2 separate regions of the Mus musculus genome follow, and region 1 is linked to region 2. Evidence: chromatin contacts called from public HiChIP or PLAC-seq data. All regions are on one chromosome and are shown on one strand. The core of a region is the stretch at or near the end of the contact, and the rest is flanking DNA. Distances in the headings are between cores, read along the strand shown.

Evidence for each region. HiChIP or PLAC-seq counts read pairs in DNA pulled down with a chosen protein or histone mark.
Region 1: a contact with region 2 is called in an H3K27ac HiChIP or PLAC-seq map of extraembryonic endoderm stem cells, with 3 times the contacts expected there. The contact joins the promoter of Top3b here to the promoter of Spidr in region 2. A contact is called at or near these places in 3 of 39 promoter capture datasets (liver and pre-B cells) and 3 of 115 datasets of contacts at active chromatin or transcription factors (embryonic forebrain, extraembryonic endoderm stem cells and large pre-B cells).

What each region holds. Positions count from the first base shown.
Region 1 is chr16:16,868,428-16,872,791 of GRCm38.p6, forward strand. Top3b (topoisomerase (DNA) III beta) reads left to right here and starts at 2,309. Exons shown (of 18, transcript NM_011624.3): 1 at 2,309-2,628. Vpreb1 (pre-B lymphocyte gene 1) reads right to left here and starts at 828. Exons shown (of 2, transcript NM_016982.2): 1 at 639-828; 2 at 1-551. The coding sequence starts at 684. The coding sequence ends at 169.
Region 2 is chr16:16,145,505-16,149,775 of GRCm38.p6, forward strand. It overlaps Spidr (scaffolding protein involved in DNA repair), which reads right to left and starts at 1,347. Exons shown (of 20, transcript NM_146068.4): 1 at 1,241-1,347. The coding sequence starts at 1,273.

The sequences.
Region 1 (4,364 bases), core at 1,059-3,558, 720 kb after region 2:
ATCCAGCCTCCAATGGGGGCTCATAGCAACACCGCAGAACAAGGAAAAGCTGCATAATTCCATCTTCTAGGCTCTGCAAAACCTCACGTTCTACCCCTCCTTCCCATACCAGACTAGCCGAGCAAAGCAAACTCTGTCTTCAGTTCAGGGTCTGAATGTCTCCAGAGCCTAAGATCCCAAATCTGTATACGACTTTTCTCCTTCCCACTCCCTCTCCATCCTCTTCTTTTCCTGGCTCCGGAGCCCCACGGCACAGTAATACACAGCCTCGTCCTCAGGCTGCAGTTCAGAGATGCTCAGATACCCCAGGTTCCTGGTCGTATCTTTGGACCCGGAGAAGCGAGGTGGGATATCGGGACCCTGGTGCTTGTCTGAGTGTGAGAAGTATCTCAGCAGGAACCTGGGAGGGTGGCCCGGCCTCTGCTGGTACCAGTAAATGCTGTAAATGCCAATGTTATGGTCGTTGCTCAGGGTACAGGAGAGGCGGATGGTGGCTCCAAGGGAAGAAGATGCTAATGGTGGCTGATGCACCATGGGCTGAGGGCCACAACCTGAGAAGATAGAAGCATGTCCATCACTGGGGCAGAGCAAGGCCATAGGAGGAGCAAAGAAGCCCTGGGCCCCAAGAGTTTCCTTACCTGTGAGATAGGCCAGCAGCATGAGCAGGACAGACGTCCAGGCCATGGCTCCAGACCTGCAGCACCCTGCCCCCTACAGCCACTGCTCCTGGGCCCTGACCAGCTGGGAAGCACTCTCCTCCCTGCTTTGGGGAGAGGGTCACTGCACCCCTGGTTCCTGCTCACCACCCTCCCAGGCTTTCTGGGCTCTGTGACTCTGTCACTTACCAGAATGGTCTAATGGAAGCCTTTGTGGCTCTGGGTTTGACCCAGGGAAGCATTCTGGGAGGAAGCACCTGCTGGAACGTCATGGGCCAGAACCCAGGACTGCGGGCTTGTCTCCCTGAGGGAGAGTGACCTCAACTCCCCTTGAGAGGCTGAGCCCCAAATAAGCAGATCTGTAGTTCACTTTAAATGCCTGGTAAAGGGGACAAGAGTTTTCTCCTTAAACCTAAGCCTCATATCAGACCCCAAATATGTGTGGGAGCAGTCACTGGGCCTCTTTAGATGTTCCTCTACCATATGTGAGCACACTAAATAAATCTCCTTCCTCTGCTTTTTAGTATTATCTCTTTTAATTACATTTTTATTTTCATTTCTTTTGTGTTCACATGGCCAGCTTGGCAGCCACTGTCTGCCTGCTGAGCCATCTTATAGGTTTCTTACTTGTCTCGTTGACAAGTTGGGGCTGTCATAGCCAGTCTTGGTAACAAAAGGATGGCTTAAAAACATAAGTTTGAGGCCAGCCTGGGTCCACAGTGAGTTCCAGTGAGTTCCAGGATGGCCTTGGCTACATAATGAGACAATCTGAATATATACATACATATATATATATATATATTTTTTTTTTTTTTTAAGACAGGATCCCACTATTTTGCTCTGGCTGGCTATTCTGGAACTCAATGTGCAGATGAGGCTGGCCTCGAACTCACTGAAATCTGCCTTTCTCTGCCTCCCAAGTGCCGAGATCAAAGTTGTGAGCCACCATACCAGGCTATTAAAAAACGGTATGCTAATAAAGTCATCAAAACTATTTTAAAACTTCCATAATTCTAATACTCTAAAAAAATTACATATTATCTTCCAGATACATTAACACAAGTAGTGTGGTCTTCAAAATTTTAAAAGGTGCTTTGTTTTGTTTTGTCTTGTATAGCCTATAGTCCCAAGCTGGAATGAAATTCACTATGTAGCCCTGAATGACCTCTAACTCGCTGTCTCAACCTTCTGATTGCTTGATTCCTGGTAAGAGCCACCATCCCGCTCACAGATGTTGCTAACACTGAAAAAGCCTGCTATCTGAAATGTTTAAATTATTTTAATTATTGGGCTGGTTAAGTGGTTAAGGACCTGGGTTCAATTCCCAGTACCCATATGGCAGCTCACAACTATCCCCAGTTCCAGGGAATTTGACACCCCCGCACGGATGTGCATATGCAAGCAAAACACCAATGCATATCAAATAAAAATAAACTTTACATTTTTATTTTAATCATTAATTGCATATTTTCATCAGTTCTCGTAATCATACTGACAATCGTCATTAATGTCTTCTCCGGATGATTTTTTGGAGACACAATGGAGACTTGGGGAGCCCCTGCTGCTCCCAACAGGAAGCAGACAGCAAGGCACCCGGAACTCACCAGCCTCGGAACTTGCAGACACCTTAGTGTCGACATCGGAGGGCAGATGAGGGGACGCCACAGACGGACAGAGCCGGAAGTGAGTTCGTGAGTGGCCACCGGGGAAAGCACAGCCGGAGCGAGAGGCGCAGCGGCACGGCGGGTGAGCAGTGGGATGCTGGCTGCTCGAGGAAGCGGAAGACGCTGGCTTTCCCCAGGCATTTCCGGAATGGTAGCAGCGCTCCGACCCGGGCGGGGGCGTGGGGGAGGGTCCTGCCCTGGCGCGGCTTTTTCGCCATCCAGCCCTCGCCGTGGGGCCTCTGGGCGGCGGTGGAGCCGCGTTTAGTGGGCAGTGGTCGCTTTTCCAACGAGCTCCCCGCGGCCCCGAGGTGAGACGTTTCCCCCTAGTTGAGGGTAGGGAAACCGGCTCAGGGAAGTTGTGCTGCCCACAGAGGCTCAGGCCTGCGGTTTGCGTTCTTATCCGAAGGTTCCACTCGCTGCCTCCCGGAGCCTGCTCTGTCTGGAGACCCAGGCTGTTCTCGGACTTGATCTCTGCAGATTAGGAGAAAACTTGGGTAAACCAATGAGCTAGAGTCGAGGGCCAGCTAGTTATGCATAGGGAAGAACGGATGACCTCTCTTAACCTATTTGGAACCCGGCCTTTGGGAACAGGACTGTGAAAAGCCAGGACGACTTGGATTTGATAGCCAGAGAAAGGGGGGAATTTTCACCGTTCGCCAAGGTCCCTTGTCGCTAGTCTGAATTGTTATGCACTGCGATTTATTCTGGCTTTTTAAACTAGGATGATGAGATGGCTCAGCGCTCTTACAACCAAGGTTCCGACCCCGGGAACTCACGTTGTAAAAAGAGAGAGCTGAATCCCACAATTTGTCTTCTGACCTGTGACCGGCAGCATGTGCGTGCCCATACATATCCACACACAAAATAACTGTTTATTTGTTTGTTTAACTTTAACTCCTATTTTATAGCAATGTTGGTAGACAGAGCTGCAGCATACTAGATACAAAGAAGGAGTTAAGAGACAGGCTTATTTTCCTGGATCTGTAGGTGATTAAAAGTCACTGAAGTGTTAAATTCTTAGATTTCCCATGCTTTGCTGACCCCTTTTGGGGCTCCTCAAGTTAAATCCACTACTACATAATACAAAAAGAAACCTCCATATTTACAGTGCTTTCCAAGGGACACTGATTAGTGAGGTGTGGCAAAGAATGGGCAGGTTGTCTTGCTATTCTCTCTTTGCAATCCACACCTAAATAGCCCTTTGCTTACCTAACTCCAGAATAGGACAAACTATAGTGTCAGAGCCTTGGCAGAAAAGACTTGGTATATCATGTAGGTTTATGTTAAGGAGTCTTATTTAAGTGATCATATATAAAAATTTTGGCTAGACATTTTGGTGTACTCCTGAATTCCCAGCACTCAGGAGTTGAAGATAGGAAGATCAAGGCCGTAGTGGCTATATAGTTAAGAGGCCAGCCTTGGCCACACAAGACGCTGTCTTTGCCCAATACACACACATACACACACACACACACACAGCAAAAGCTTAAGTGAATAGTGTTGTTTCAGAGTCACAAAGTGTGAGTGTGGTGTGTAGGTGATGCTTATAAGCCATCAAGTCCAGGTTTTCTCATTGGTTTTCACTTTGAAATGGAAGATGAGCCTTAATTAGGGAAGTCTTGACATTAATCACAGTTACAAAAGCTCTCTAGAGTAGAATCTGGTCTAGGTAAAGGGAAATGTTCCTGTCAAGGCCCTGGATTGTCTAGTTCTGTACCTTAAAAGAAGAAAAAAAAAATGTTTTAAACAGCTTATTGCTATGTAACTGAGTATAGCCTAAAACTCAAGCTTCCCCTGCCGCATCCAGCCTCGTGAAAGATGCAGTTACAGGTGTATGCCAGCATACTTGGCATTAGAAATCTTTTTTCTTCCTTTGAAATAGTGATAGAGCATTACAAAGTCCCCTTGTGCTGAAGTGCTAAAACTACTTACTTGTTTTGAGTCAAAGCTGAAGATAAATGTATATTCAAAGTGGACGGCAGCTGCATAGCCTGGCAAGTGGACGGCAGCTGAGAGCGAGTTGTGCCTTTCTATTACTGACCTT
Region 2 (4,271 bases), core at 97-2,596:
TATACAGAGAAACCCTGTCTCAAAAAACCAAAAAAAAAAAAAAAAAAAAAAAGAAGAAGAAGAAGAAGAAGAAGAAGAAAGAAAGAAAGAAAAGAAAAGAAAAGAAAAGAAAAGAAAAGAAAAGAAAAGAAAAGAAAAGAAAAGAAAAGAAAAGAAAAGAAAAGAAGCCGGGCGTGGTGGCGCACGCCTTTAATCCCAGAACTCGGGAGGCAGAGGCAGGAGGATTTCTGAGTTCAAGGCCAGCCTGGTCTACACAGAGAAACCTTGTCTCGAAAAAAAAAAAAAAAAAAAAGTTGTTGAGAATAGGCACAAAGTCAAAATTTGGAGCTGGGCAGTTAGGAGAAGTGAATGAGCAGCTATAAGAGTGAATCAGGACTTTAGGGACGCTTAAATAAATGTATACAGTTAGCAAGGGTATCGAGGGCTGCAAGAACTAATTTATGTTAGATGTAGAAATGTTTTAATTCCTTGATTTTTTCATCTTTTAGTCTTCCTGAAATTTAAATTAGTCTTTTAAATCATAAGTTATACGTGCTTTTACTCTCTAAATAAGTTACAAAGTTCACAGTGTCATCTTTCAAGGCTATCTGAGAAATAAGTACGAATGGTAGTGTTAAGGGAGTTTAGCATTTAGTGAAAGGAAGAGCAGGTGAGGGAATGAAGCACCGTTTGCTGTTCTAAATTTTGAGTATTATGAAATAATCATCTGTAAGTGAGGAACTTTGAAAAGGCAAAATATGATCCAAGAGAAACACAATGTCGGAGAAATGTAGAGGATCGCTTAAATTTCATCCATGTAACAGTTCCTACAACAGTGCCTACAGTATACAGGGACTGCGGGAGACACGGGAGAAGCACGCCTCTCAGAAAGTTTAGGCGGGAAAGCAAAGTGTAGCAAAAGATGCCTGGGACAGAAGAGATACTCCAATACCCACTACTGTCTTGGTGTGTTAAGCAACAAAATAAAACGGAGGCAAATGAACTGCCAGACGCCAGCTCACACTCACTCCGAATCAATTCGTCCTCCCTGTCAGCCACCCACCCGCTTGGTTCCCAGGACCATTCAGCAGACCTGGGCAGAGGCAGAGCGAGGGAACCCTGCCTAGACCGACCGCCACCAACGGGCTCGTGCCGGTCAGACTGGGCGCACCAGCTCCCTTCACCGGACCAGGGACAGGCACGAGAAGCCCACAGAGGTTACACGCCCGCCCTCTGCTTTCATAGCAACAGCACAGCGTACCTTGGACGTGCCGGGGCGGCGGGCTCCAGACATCTCCTACGTGCACAGTCTTCCTGCTCGCCGCCCCATCCGGAAGCCGCCCATCACGCGCCCCGCCCCCTTCCCTCTGGCGACGCCCCTTCCCGCGCCCCGCCCCCTTTCCTCCGGAGACGCCCCTTCCCGCGCCCCGCCCCTTGCGAAAGCCGTCGTCTCAAGTTCCACGGGCTCAAACTGAGGGAGCTGCTGTCTAGGCTCTTCCTCTCGCTCTTTAGGGAGCCTGAGAGCTGATCTACAGGTCATCCTCTCTCCTAGCTAAGCAAAGCCTTAGAGCAGTAACCAGTGATGTGTTAGAATAGCGGGTCACCAAGAAGCACACTAGGCCCAGGCAGTTCAACGTGAAGAGGTTTTATTGAGAGGGAGAGATAAGGGAGTGGCAGAGAGAGAAGAGAAGAGAGCGAGGAGGGGGTGTTCTCCTTATTTATATGGAAAATGATGTAACACAAGTAAGGGTGGGAGGTGAGCCAAGTGAGTTCTGGGATATGGTGGTCGTTGGCTTGGCAGCCGTAAACTAGAATTCAATAATTATTGTTAATTAGTAATAAAACATAAGTAAGCCAGGAAAAGGAATAGTACTTCTCTAACTAATGAGGAATTCTTAAATATAAAATTCATAAATATCAAGAGCAAAGATTTCCTATTTAAAAAAAAAAACTATAGGAACACTAGTTGGATTTGTTATAAAGTAGGTTTCACATACTATAGATCTGGGAAAAGCCAGAGAGCTTACATTCTTAAATTTCTAGATGCTGGTTCAGGGAACATTTTAATGTGGAAGATGAAGCCGTTCCTTGGATGTTTTAAAGCGCTAGGACATAGTTGTCTATGTATGTTCAAACCAGCAGGACAGAGAGCTGCTACTTGAGTGGAAACTGGATTAACAGGGTTTCTAGTGTCGAAAAAAACACTAAATAAGTCCTTGTCAAGAATGTGTTTGCATGGGACTTAAGTAGAAACTAGATTAGCGGAGGCATATTCTATAAAGATATATATTGAAGAAAATATTAAATAAACTATATTGTTGAAAACTTGGAGTGGACAATGGAAAGGATTCTCAGAAAGTTGTATTTACAGATGTGTACAGAAGAGGAGCTTAGAGCCTGGGTGGTGACTTTATTCTCTAACTGAAAGATAGGCAGAGTGGGAAACAAGGCCCTTAATGAATTAAAAATACTACTGCAAGTGGAGCAGTTTTTGATATGCCATTCTGCAAAGGGGGACTACAGCATAGGAGAAAAAAGGACAAAATGACTGGCTTACTGACGTAACACAAGACAGTGGGGTTTTCTGTCTGCTTTGGGTTTCTGTTTGTTTCTTCCACTGGTTAGCTTGTTTGTTTGTGTTTGTTGAGACAGGGTCTCTCACTACTTAGCCCTGACTATCCTAGAACTTACAGTGTAGACCAGGCTAGCCTCAACTCAGAGATTTTCCTGTCTCTGCCTCCTGAGTGCTGAGATTACTGCTGTGCACTACCGCACATGGCAAAATAATATTTGTTTTGTTGTTGTTTGTTTGTTTTTAAAGTCCGAGTTGCAAAAAAAAAAAAAAATCCTGCCCTTCTTTTCCCATGGGCTGATATTTTAGAGAATTACAATTTTCCCAAATTCCCAAAAGTAGTGAATTCAAGGCTGTCTTAGGCTACGTGAAAGGAAACACCAAGTTTAGTTTTCTCTTGGAATAGTTTTCTTAGTCTTTCTAGAATATGTGGTTTTGCTATTGGTTTGTAGTCCTTCTGCAGCACTAATACAATGCTAGCTTGTCACTTCCTCTTATAACTCTCACCTTCCCTGAATATTTCTATCCAAACTTTTATAGATATAGATGTGAGGTCTACTGGAGTGTTCCAGGAATGCCTGCTGAAGTATATAGGTTCTTGTGTCCTACTGCAATGAATTGGACCATGGCTCTGTGATTAGAAATACAGATATAGTCTATGTAAAAATTTGAAACACTCCCAAGAATGAGAGTGAGCTACAAACAAACAAACAAACAAGTGTGTTCCAGATACACTGGGTCAGAGGCCTATCACTTTTTATGGGTTATGTACAATATTCATACAAGTTTGGGCTTTCAATGAATATATTCCATTTGTTGAATGAATACCAGGTTGGGGGTGGCTTCTTGCCATTCTCTGCTTATTGATTTCTTTTATATATTAATATTGATATAATTTTCTCTAGTCTGTTCTCTCCTGCCATAATTCCTTCCTGAGAGCTGGGATCCCAAATGTCTTTTTGGCAAGCACAATTATGATCAATGAATCCTCTACAGCCAATTCCAGGCTGAGAGGCGCAGACCTACCTAAAAAGGACCACAAAACTCCCAACCTTATCTGTTGATTGGGAAAGAGACTATGTATTTTCTATAGAAGGAAATAGTTGGAATCCTGCACCACAGAGAGTTTAGTTTGAAATGGTTGCATGTCCTAGGTGACACAAATTTTACAAGATTGAAATGCTAGGCTTAAGCAAGAATAAGATGATTATGTAAATTGATAATCCAATCAAGGAGAGATCCATGAAAGCCATGGCTGTGTGCATTTCAGGATAGTCATTCTTTATAGTTTGTTCTCAGGGCTATGGTTGTGTGTGTGTGTGTGTGTGTTTTTTTTTTTAATGCTGATAGCTATATATTAAGAATATGGCAAATGGGGCTAGAGAGATGACTTAGAGGTTAAGAGCAATTGTTGCTCTTGCAGAAGACCCAGGTTTGGTTGCCAATAACTTCAATTTCAGTTCCATGTGATCCACTGCCCTCTTCTGGACTCTGTGAACAATGAATGCATATGGTTGGTACACAGACATAGAAGCAGGAAAAACAACCATAAATATAAAATAAAAATAAATTAAATCTTTTTTCAACACAATTTAGTGAGATAGAAAAGAACAACTTCAAGAAAAATGATGATGGTGAAATGCATTAAAAGGAAGAGAGTGTAAAGCTTAGTCGTTTGAGTGCCAACAGTATCAGATGAAAAATAATGCAACAAACCAAA